Linked DNA regions of Sus scrofa: region 2 is linked to region 1. The links are chromatin contacts, called in public Hi-C maps. All regions are on one chromosome and are shown on one strand. Each heading gives the region's core, a stretch centred on a gene start, on an enhancer-like site or on the middle of the called end of the contact. The rest is flanking DNA. Distances are from core to core; before and after follow the strand shown.

Region 1 (4,235 bases), core at 1,263-3,762:
AGTTGTATATTCTTTGAGCAGAAAGACCGTTGGAAGAACTTATGCTTCTTAATGGCCAAAGGACAGCTGTCTAAATCTGTCCAAGGATGCCACTCTAAGAACTTAGCACTCAACATTTTCCTGCCCTTCCCCTAAACTCCTAAGGAAAATTGTTGATACATAAATGTTAGCAATAAAACTGCTTGATTGTTGACATGGTTTATTTCTTACGGGGACATCAGACTCTTCAGTGCCAACAAGGATTAAGGCTGACTGTTCTTTGTGATGAATACATGGACCAAGTGCGTACCTCCTCAGCAAGGGGAAAAAAAAACCCTTCATGGGGTCACCAACACCCCAGACTTCTGAGGTCAGCGACCCTGCCAATAGAGGTGGACAACACAGATGCTCATTTTCCTTCACCTTGGCTGACATAATACATAATACAGCTCCCACCCTAGGGCACCACTGACCAATCGAAAATCCTTAGCTCAAGTAACTATGGATAATAGAATACCTTTGGATTTTATTGTGGCTAATCAGGGGGAGTATGCACTGTTACCATCACTTCATGTTGCTCCTTGATTAATACCACAAGTAAAGTTAATCTATATCTAAGCCCAAAGAAAAGACAACCTAACTATTTCAGGTAGACCTAGGGTATCATTTTGAGATTTATCTTCTTGATCATGCCTGGGAAATCATGGGCTATAATTCTAAAGCGCCTTCCAGAACTCTTTTTAAAAGTACTTTTAATTATTATTGTTTGCCTCACAGTCATTCATTGGCTGTTGTCCAGAGAGTTGAATACTTTTATGTAGCAACTGGCCCAGCATCTAGTTCTGCAGATGATTTAGAGACAAAAACAACGGGCTGGCTGATGCTCAAACTGAATATCAGATTTCTATAAGTGGAAAAATGGAACTGTGTCTTCAAGGAATGTCAACAACAGTGGTCAAGATCCAGATAATCCCCGAGGGGTTCTCCTGCAGCTTTGGTTGAGGGAGAGCGGAGCTAGGGAGATTGAGAATAAAAAAGGAGTTCCCATGCTCCTCAGTGAAGACCGATTGCCCTGGAACCATGGTAATCATCATCAGAACCTGTTTAAACCCATTTAATCTATTAATAAGCTTTTACCCTGATGACCATTCTCCTGAAAGCAATAGACAGACAGGAGTTATATTGTCACGGGCGATGGTCTGCCATTCCTAAGCACTCTGCCTCTGAAATCCCACCCGTCCACGAATTCAATACCTCCCCAAATGCCTTAAATATTAGCCATTAGCTTTGTTCATGGACTCTGTCATTGGTGTATGATTCTCCCTTGCGTTATGAGAAATAAGTTCAGTTTTTGTTTGTTCCACATGTTGAATGGAGGTCTCTTCTGCTAAAGTAGCTTATGTATTACACAGTATCTTGGAGATCATTTTGTAGCATCAGCTCAGCAGAGCTTTTAAATTTAAGTTTAATTATATTTGGTCTGAATTTAGCACCAATGGTGTTCATAGCTTTCCTCCGTAGCAATTTCCTGAGAAAAAGGGCGTAGAACCACTTTCTCCTCTAAGGGTTGGTAGCCAAGTGTTTTGAACCTTTGAACCCTCTTCGAAATGGGAAGGCTCCTGGGAGAGCAGTGTCACAATTACAAGCACATTCTTTGGGGTATAATTCCTAAGGGCTTACTACCTGTTAGCTATGAACGTTACAAGAAATTAACTTTCTTGAACCTCTGTTTCCTTATCTGTAAAATGGGAATGATAATAGAACTATCTACACTAGAATGTGGTTGGAGAATTACATCATGATGGAAAGTGCTTAGCACAGCTGTCTGGCACCTTGTGAAGGCTCAATAAATGTAAATACAGATGCTGATGAAAATGTGGAGTTGATTTTGGCTGGGGCGGAGGGGTGTGATGTTCCTTGCACTACCAGCACCCCCCTCTAGATGGAAGCAGGAGCCAAAGAAAGGGGCCCTTGGGTTACCTCCCCACCCCCCCACCCCCGCCCCCGCCGCCGCCGCCCCCACCACAACAGTGGACTGTGAGCTACAGGTCTCCAGTGACCCCACAGCACTTCCACCAGAAGACAGATCAGTCACTCAAGAAGACTTCTGGAGCTAGAGGAGCACTTAGGGTCATTCAGCACACACGGGGAGATTGGGATCCAGAGAGAGAAAATTGGGGTTATGGTAAGCACGATGGCATCTGCTTCCTGGAGCAAAGTGAAACGGTGCCCTGGAGTGATGGAAACGTGGTCCCTTTAAGTACAGAAAAAAATACCCTTTCTGCTCTCAGGTCTAACCTTTGAGCCTCACTCACCTGCAGCTGGCAGAGCAGAGATGGGGCTGTCTGTGATGTCACAGAGCCTGGGAACCAGGGAATGTTAGGGACAGGGGTTTGGACTGACTGTGAAGGGAGGAGGGAGAAAGCAAATGCTGGCCGTTTCTCCAGTGGTCTTTCCCGCTGTTCCCAATGCCATGCAGTCCTTTGGGCGCACTGAAACGAAGTCCTGGTGCCTCTTGTGAATGCATCCTCTGGTGAGGATGGCTGAGCCGTAAGGGGGCAGTATAGTACCGGAAGCCAAAGACCTGGGTCCGCATTCTGTCTCCTACCCAGCTAGGTGGTAATCTTAGGCCAATAGACTTTACTCCTCGGTTTCTTCCTCTTTAAAATGGGAACAATAATAATTATTATTAATTTATCTAATTAAGCAATTGAATCAGTTATACTTTCGGGATTAAGTGCGAGCAGGAAAACACTTAACATGGTGTCTAGGTGTAGTAAACACTCAAGAAATTGTTACTAATGTTATGTGCAAAAATAAAGGCACATTCTCTGCTCTTTCAGGAAAAGGAGAATCATTTTATATTGGAATCCTGGCAAAATCTCTCACCTTTAGGGCACTCTCTATTCCTTTATTTAGGACAGCCGAGTACTATTTTGGGAAGCCAAATTAGGTTGAAATGTTCTCAATCAGTGCTATTTTTGGAGGCTTATAGGAGGTCACCTGATACAAGTGGAACAGAAGAAAGCAAAAATTCAGCACAGTTTTGGTGTCCTGGTGGAAAGGTGGGTGGGGGTTGAGGTGTGAGGGAGGTGTGACCTAACCATTGCAAATACTTGATGGTGGGTTAAATAGTCTTTTAAACCTCACTTGTAAAGAAATACTCCCAATGGTAACATTGAAAGTTGTCAACTCTGGCTGCAAGTGAGTTTCAACTGAGATGTTTTTAAAATGTAAGATTGCCCTGGGGCCTAACTCCAGATAAATTAGCATCCCTGGGGGGAGTGGCAGGTGGAGCCTGGGGATCAGTATTTTTACAAGCTTTCTAGGTGATTCTTACATGAAATCAGGACTGAAAACTACTGGAGTTCTCATCGTGGCTCAGTGGTTAATGAATCTGATTAGGAACCATGAGGTTTCAGTGTTCGATCCCTGGTCCCACTCAGAGGGTTATGGATCTGGTGTTGCCGTGAGCTGTGTATAGGTCGCAGATGCAGCTCGGATCCCTCGTTGCTGTGGCTGTGGCGTAGGCTGACTACAGCTCCAATTAGACCCCTATCCTAGGAACCTCCATGTGCCGCAGGTGTGGCTCTAGGAAAAAAAAAACAAAAAACAAAGATGGAAAACTACTAACTTTTTATTAGGAAGCAAAGACTTCCCTTAGAGTCACGGGAGGAATTTCTAAAAATGCCGCACCTGGTGTCCACTTTATAGGCCAGGAAAATCACTATTTCTGGGCATCGGTAGTTTTCAAAGCTCCCCAGGTCTCCCTCCCCTTTAAAAAAGTGATTTAGGAGTTCCCGTCATGGCGCAGTGGTTAACGTATCCGACTAGGAACCATGACGTTGCGGGTTCGGTCCCTGGCCTTGCTCAGTGGGTTAACGATCCGGCGTTGCCGTGAGCTGTGGTGTAGGTTGCAGACGCCGCTCGGATCCCGCGTTGCTGTGGCTCTGGCGTAGGCTGGTGGCTACAGCTCCGATTCAACCCCTAGCCTGGGAACCTCCATATGCTGCGGGAGCGGCCCAAGAAATAGCAAAAAAAGACAAAAAAAATAAAAAATAAAATAAAATAAAAAAGTGATTTATAATTGTCATATTAACATTGTGTAATTTTGAGACGTACATGTTAGTTTGATACACTTATATATGACAACATGATTACTACAGCAGTGTTAGCTAACACCCTGATCACAGCACATATTTATATTTCCTTTTCATGTTGAGAACAATTAAGATCTAGTCTCTTAGTTGGAGCAC
Region 2 (3,957 bases), core at 500-2,999, 540 kb after region 1:
TGGGGGAGTTATTCTACAGAGACTTTTTTTTTTTTTTTTTTAAGGAAAAGTATGGTGAAGCCCAGAATTGCTTGTAGTTTAGGATACTGACCTTTAAGAGGTAAATCTCATCATTCCTTCTTCTGTGGATTAGCATTTCACACTTGGTGGATTAAGAACAAATAAGAATTAATAGCTCTACATATCATGAGGTTTCAGATAAGAAGAGCAGATGTGATATGATATAGGATATAGGATATGATAGAGTAGAAAGAACGTGGACTGAGCATTATATGTAACTCCACTCAACACCTGGTTCTCTCACTCAGGATGTACACAAAATCGTTACGTCTTTTGTTGACACATAAAAATAGACTAAGAAGGGAGTTCCTGTTGTGGCACAGTGGTTAACGAATCTGACTAGGAACCACTAGGTTGGGGGTTCGGTCCCTGCCCTTGCTCAGTGGGTTAACAATCCGGTGTTGCCGTGAGCTGTGGTGTAGGTTGCAGACGAGGCTCGGATCCCGCATTGCTGTGGCTCTGGCGTAGGCCGGTGGCTACAGCTCCGATTGGACCCCTAGCCTGGGAACCTCCATATGCCACGGGAGCAGCCCAAGAAATAGCAAAAAGACAAAAAAAGAAAAAATAGAGTAAGAAAACATAACTTACCTGTTACATTGGCCATTCAGCACTTATTTCATGTGCTTTTCTTTTTGCCTGCAATGCCTTCTCCTTCTTAGGTGCTCAGATAATGTTTACTTAGGCTTCAAGGCTTAACTCAATGTTCCCCTCCCCTGGGGAGACTTCCTTGGCTATTCCTCTCTCCCAGGAATCGTTGGACTTTCCTTTCTGGCTCCCAGGTTACTTTCACTATTATAAACATCATGCTAAATTAAAGATATTTGTTTCCCCAGGTGTGTCCTTTGTTCCATGATGCCGAGACCTTGTCTTCTTCATCCTCACATCCGTGATGCCTAGACTAGTGTCTGAGGTCCCCTAGCTATCAGAAAGTGTTTGTGTTGATTGAGTTGGAATATATAATTGGAATCATTTTCAACATAAATTTACCTTGGTCTGTCTTGTCCAAGGTGACTTCCCAGTTAGCCTTTGGTGACAGGATCACAGAGCCAGACCCTAGGATGCCAGATCCTCCTTGTCCAGCTTATCTAACTCCACTGATCTGTGTTCCACTGCCCCAGTTTCTGTCATATGCATATTCTCCCTCCCCCATTCATAATTTCTAATGCCGATTCTTTTTTAAAAAAAAAAACTCAACTATTTAATATTTACTTTGCATTTATTCTAATCGATTCCTTATGTGATGTCAGGTGTTTGCTGTGGTAGTTATTTTTGAGCACACATCGCATTAGTTTACAGCTGCTAAAATGTTTCCAAGTGTCTGCACGCCGCACCTGTGAATGTTACACATACCACCAGGGGTACATAGACCCTCTTTGGGAAACACGGAGCTTTGGGTCCTTCCTTTTTACAAGGGAGGACTTTACTTGCTCAGAGAAGGACACATCCAACCAGGGCTCTTACAGCAGCAGAGCCTTGCCAGAAATCCCAGTCTTCTGAGTAGGTCTTCAATAGACGTTTCATGAATTAAGCCAAATATGTACATTTCCTCGGAGCTCGAGCACTTCGAGCAGCTTTGTCACTGCTCCAGGCCTTTGTGGTTGGGGTGAAAGCAAGACACTACATAGCTCCCTGCCTGTGCCCTAGCAACCGAGCACAACACAGATGGAGAGCTTGGCAATCTACCCACCAGACGCGGCATGCATACCTGGCGGTGAGATCCAATGACAGCTTCCCTTGCACAGGAATAGCGTGTCTTTGCACAGTGTGACTAGAGTTTATGTGATACACAACCAAGATTGTGCCCCATGCCTTCAGGCCAACTTGCTAGTTTCAAGTCTAGAGGCCATAACTTTCCGCTGGTGTAATGACAGCTTGTCTCTTGCAGCTGGATCATGTCAGGACAGTAGGAATTTTCTTTTTGGTCCCCTTTCAATAGCGCCTTGTAATAACAGGGTAGCATTTTCCCAAGATGTTCTTTGCCAGTTGCACACATGTATTGGCTCATGAAGTCTTGAGTGTTTTCTGGCCTTGGAGAAAGGGGATTGTCCCTCTTTCCAGGAGAGAACAGTCGCCCATTTACAGGTGGAGAGACCAAGAAGTATTTATTATGTGCTCATTATCATTAATTAAATTGAAGGAAGGAGTATTGTGTATGAACCATTCCACCAGGCCCTGGACATAACAAAGATACATAATGCATAGTGTGATTGAATAGGCACCCCGCGGCAAGCAGAAGAGACAGATGTTTGCACCCATAGCTCGAATACAATGTGATGAGTGGTCTAACAGGGCGGGGGACCCAGGACTGTGGGAGTACGGAGGAGAGGGCAGTTAAATCTCCCTGGAGGAGGTTGACAGTGAAATCTACAGTTGAGCTGGCCATTACACCCAAGGAGATGCTTTCTGCTGGAGCGGTGAGAGCTTTGGCTTTGCTGCCTGAAGAATCTGCGCCCGAGTTCTCGCTTTACCACTTGCTCCTTTTATGATTTCCAGATCTCTTTCTTTATCTATGAAGTAGGGGCAGAAAGGGTTCATGTTCCATATATTTATTTAAAGTGAGAACAAAATGAAATAATCATGAAGTGCTTAGCATCTTTTCTGGTGTCTAACCCGTGCATGATAAATATTAGCTCTGCCTGTCATTCTTATCATCATCCTTATTATGTGATAATGATGTGAGTTGCCTTGTAGGCAGCCTTGTGATGTGGTATTATCATTGGCATCAGAAAGCCATGGCTATATGTTTGGCACAGAATTTTACTACCTGTTTCTCACTGAGCAGTCTTCAATGTTTTGAAATTATTTATACTAATCGACCAAGGCGAAGAAATAAGCCCCTGTAATAAGTAAGAAATACACATATGGTCTTTTTCCCTGGTTCCTGGCACACAGCTCCTAAAATCCTTGGAATTTCTGGAAAGATCGGGGTGTCCTTTGCATGCTAATGAGATGCTGGTATTTGGGAGCCCCTAGTGAGCTTCAGTATGGGGGTCAGTCTCCAGAAAGACCAAAACATGATTAGAGGATTGGAACTTTCAGCCCCACTCCCTACCTCTGGGGAGGGAAGAGAGGCTAGAATCGAGTTGATCATCAATGGCCAATAATTTAAGCCATCATTCCTATGTAATGGAACCTCCATAGAAACCTCAAATTTTGGGGGTTGGTGGGCATATCAAGGAGCTAGGAGGGCAGTGTACCTGGAGCGGGCATGGAAGATCCTTGAACAGCCAGTGTCCTAGCCCCATTCTCTGCCCAAACTTCCATTTGGCTGTTCCTGAGTTGTATCCTTTATAATAAACCAGTAATAGTGAGTGAAGCACTTTCCTGATTTCTTTTTTTTTTTCTTTTTAGGGCTGCACCCACGGCATATGGAGGGTCTCAGGCCTAGGGGTCGTGCCGGAGCTGTAACCACCGGCCTATACCACAGCAATGCCAGATTGAGCCGCATCTGCGACCTACACCACAGCTCACGGCAATGCCGGATCCTTAACCCACTGAGCAAGACCAGGGATAGGACCTGCATCCTTGTGGATGCCAGTCAGATTTGTGTCTGCTGAGTCATGATGGGAACTCCACTTTCCTGATTTCTGTGAAATTTCTAGCAGATGATCAAACCCCAGGAGGGGGTTAGTTGTAGGACCCTCCTAAACTTTTTTTTGGATGCACCCATGGCATGTGGAATTTCCTAGGCCAGGGATTGAACCTGCGCCAGAGTAGCAACCTGAGCCACAGTGGTGACAACACTGGATCCTTAACCCTCTAGGCCTCCAGGGAACTCTAAGGGAAACTCCTAAATCTAGAGCTGGTTAGTCTGAGTACTGGTGACAACCAGGGGCTTGCATCTGGCATCTGAATAGAGCGTTGTGGCCCAGAGTCCTTAAGCGCTAACGCCAGTAA

What was found. A called contact is a pair of places that touch in the nucleus more often than the background predicts.
Region 2: a contact with region 1 is called in a Hi-C map of embryonic fibroblasts, with 2.4 times the contacts expected there. The contact joins two enhancer-like sites. A contact is called at or near these places in 2 of 47 Hi-C or Micro-C datasets (embryonic fibroblasts and fibroblasts).

What each region holds. Positions count from the first base shown.
Region 1 is chr1:255,213,514-255,217,748 of Sscrofa11.1, forward strand. No RefSeq gene overlaps it. Among named protein-coding and RNA genes, the nearest start is that of TEX48, 3.8 kb to the left of the region's middle. Within about 2 kb of position 2,513, at least 9 of the 83 cell types and tissues checked have an H3K27ac peak or open chromatin away from gene starts, as enhancers often do. A contact at or near this core is called in embryonic fibroblasts, where this site is marked.
Region 2 is chr1:255,758,567-255,762,523 of Sscrofa11.1, forward strand. All of the region lies in intron 4 of LOC102161373 (a long non-coding RNA gene), which reads left to right. Among named protein-coding and RNA genes, the nearest start is that of TNC, 130 kb to the left of the region's middle. Within about 2 kb of position 1,750, at least 5 of the 83 cell types and tissues checked have an H3K27ac peak or open chromatin away from gene starts, as enhancers often do. A contact at or near this core is called in embryonic fibroblasts, where this site is marked.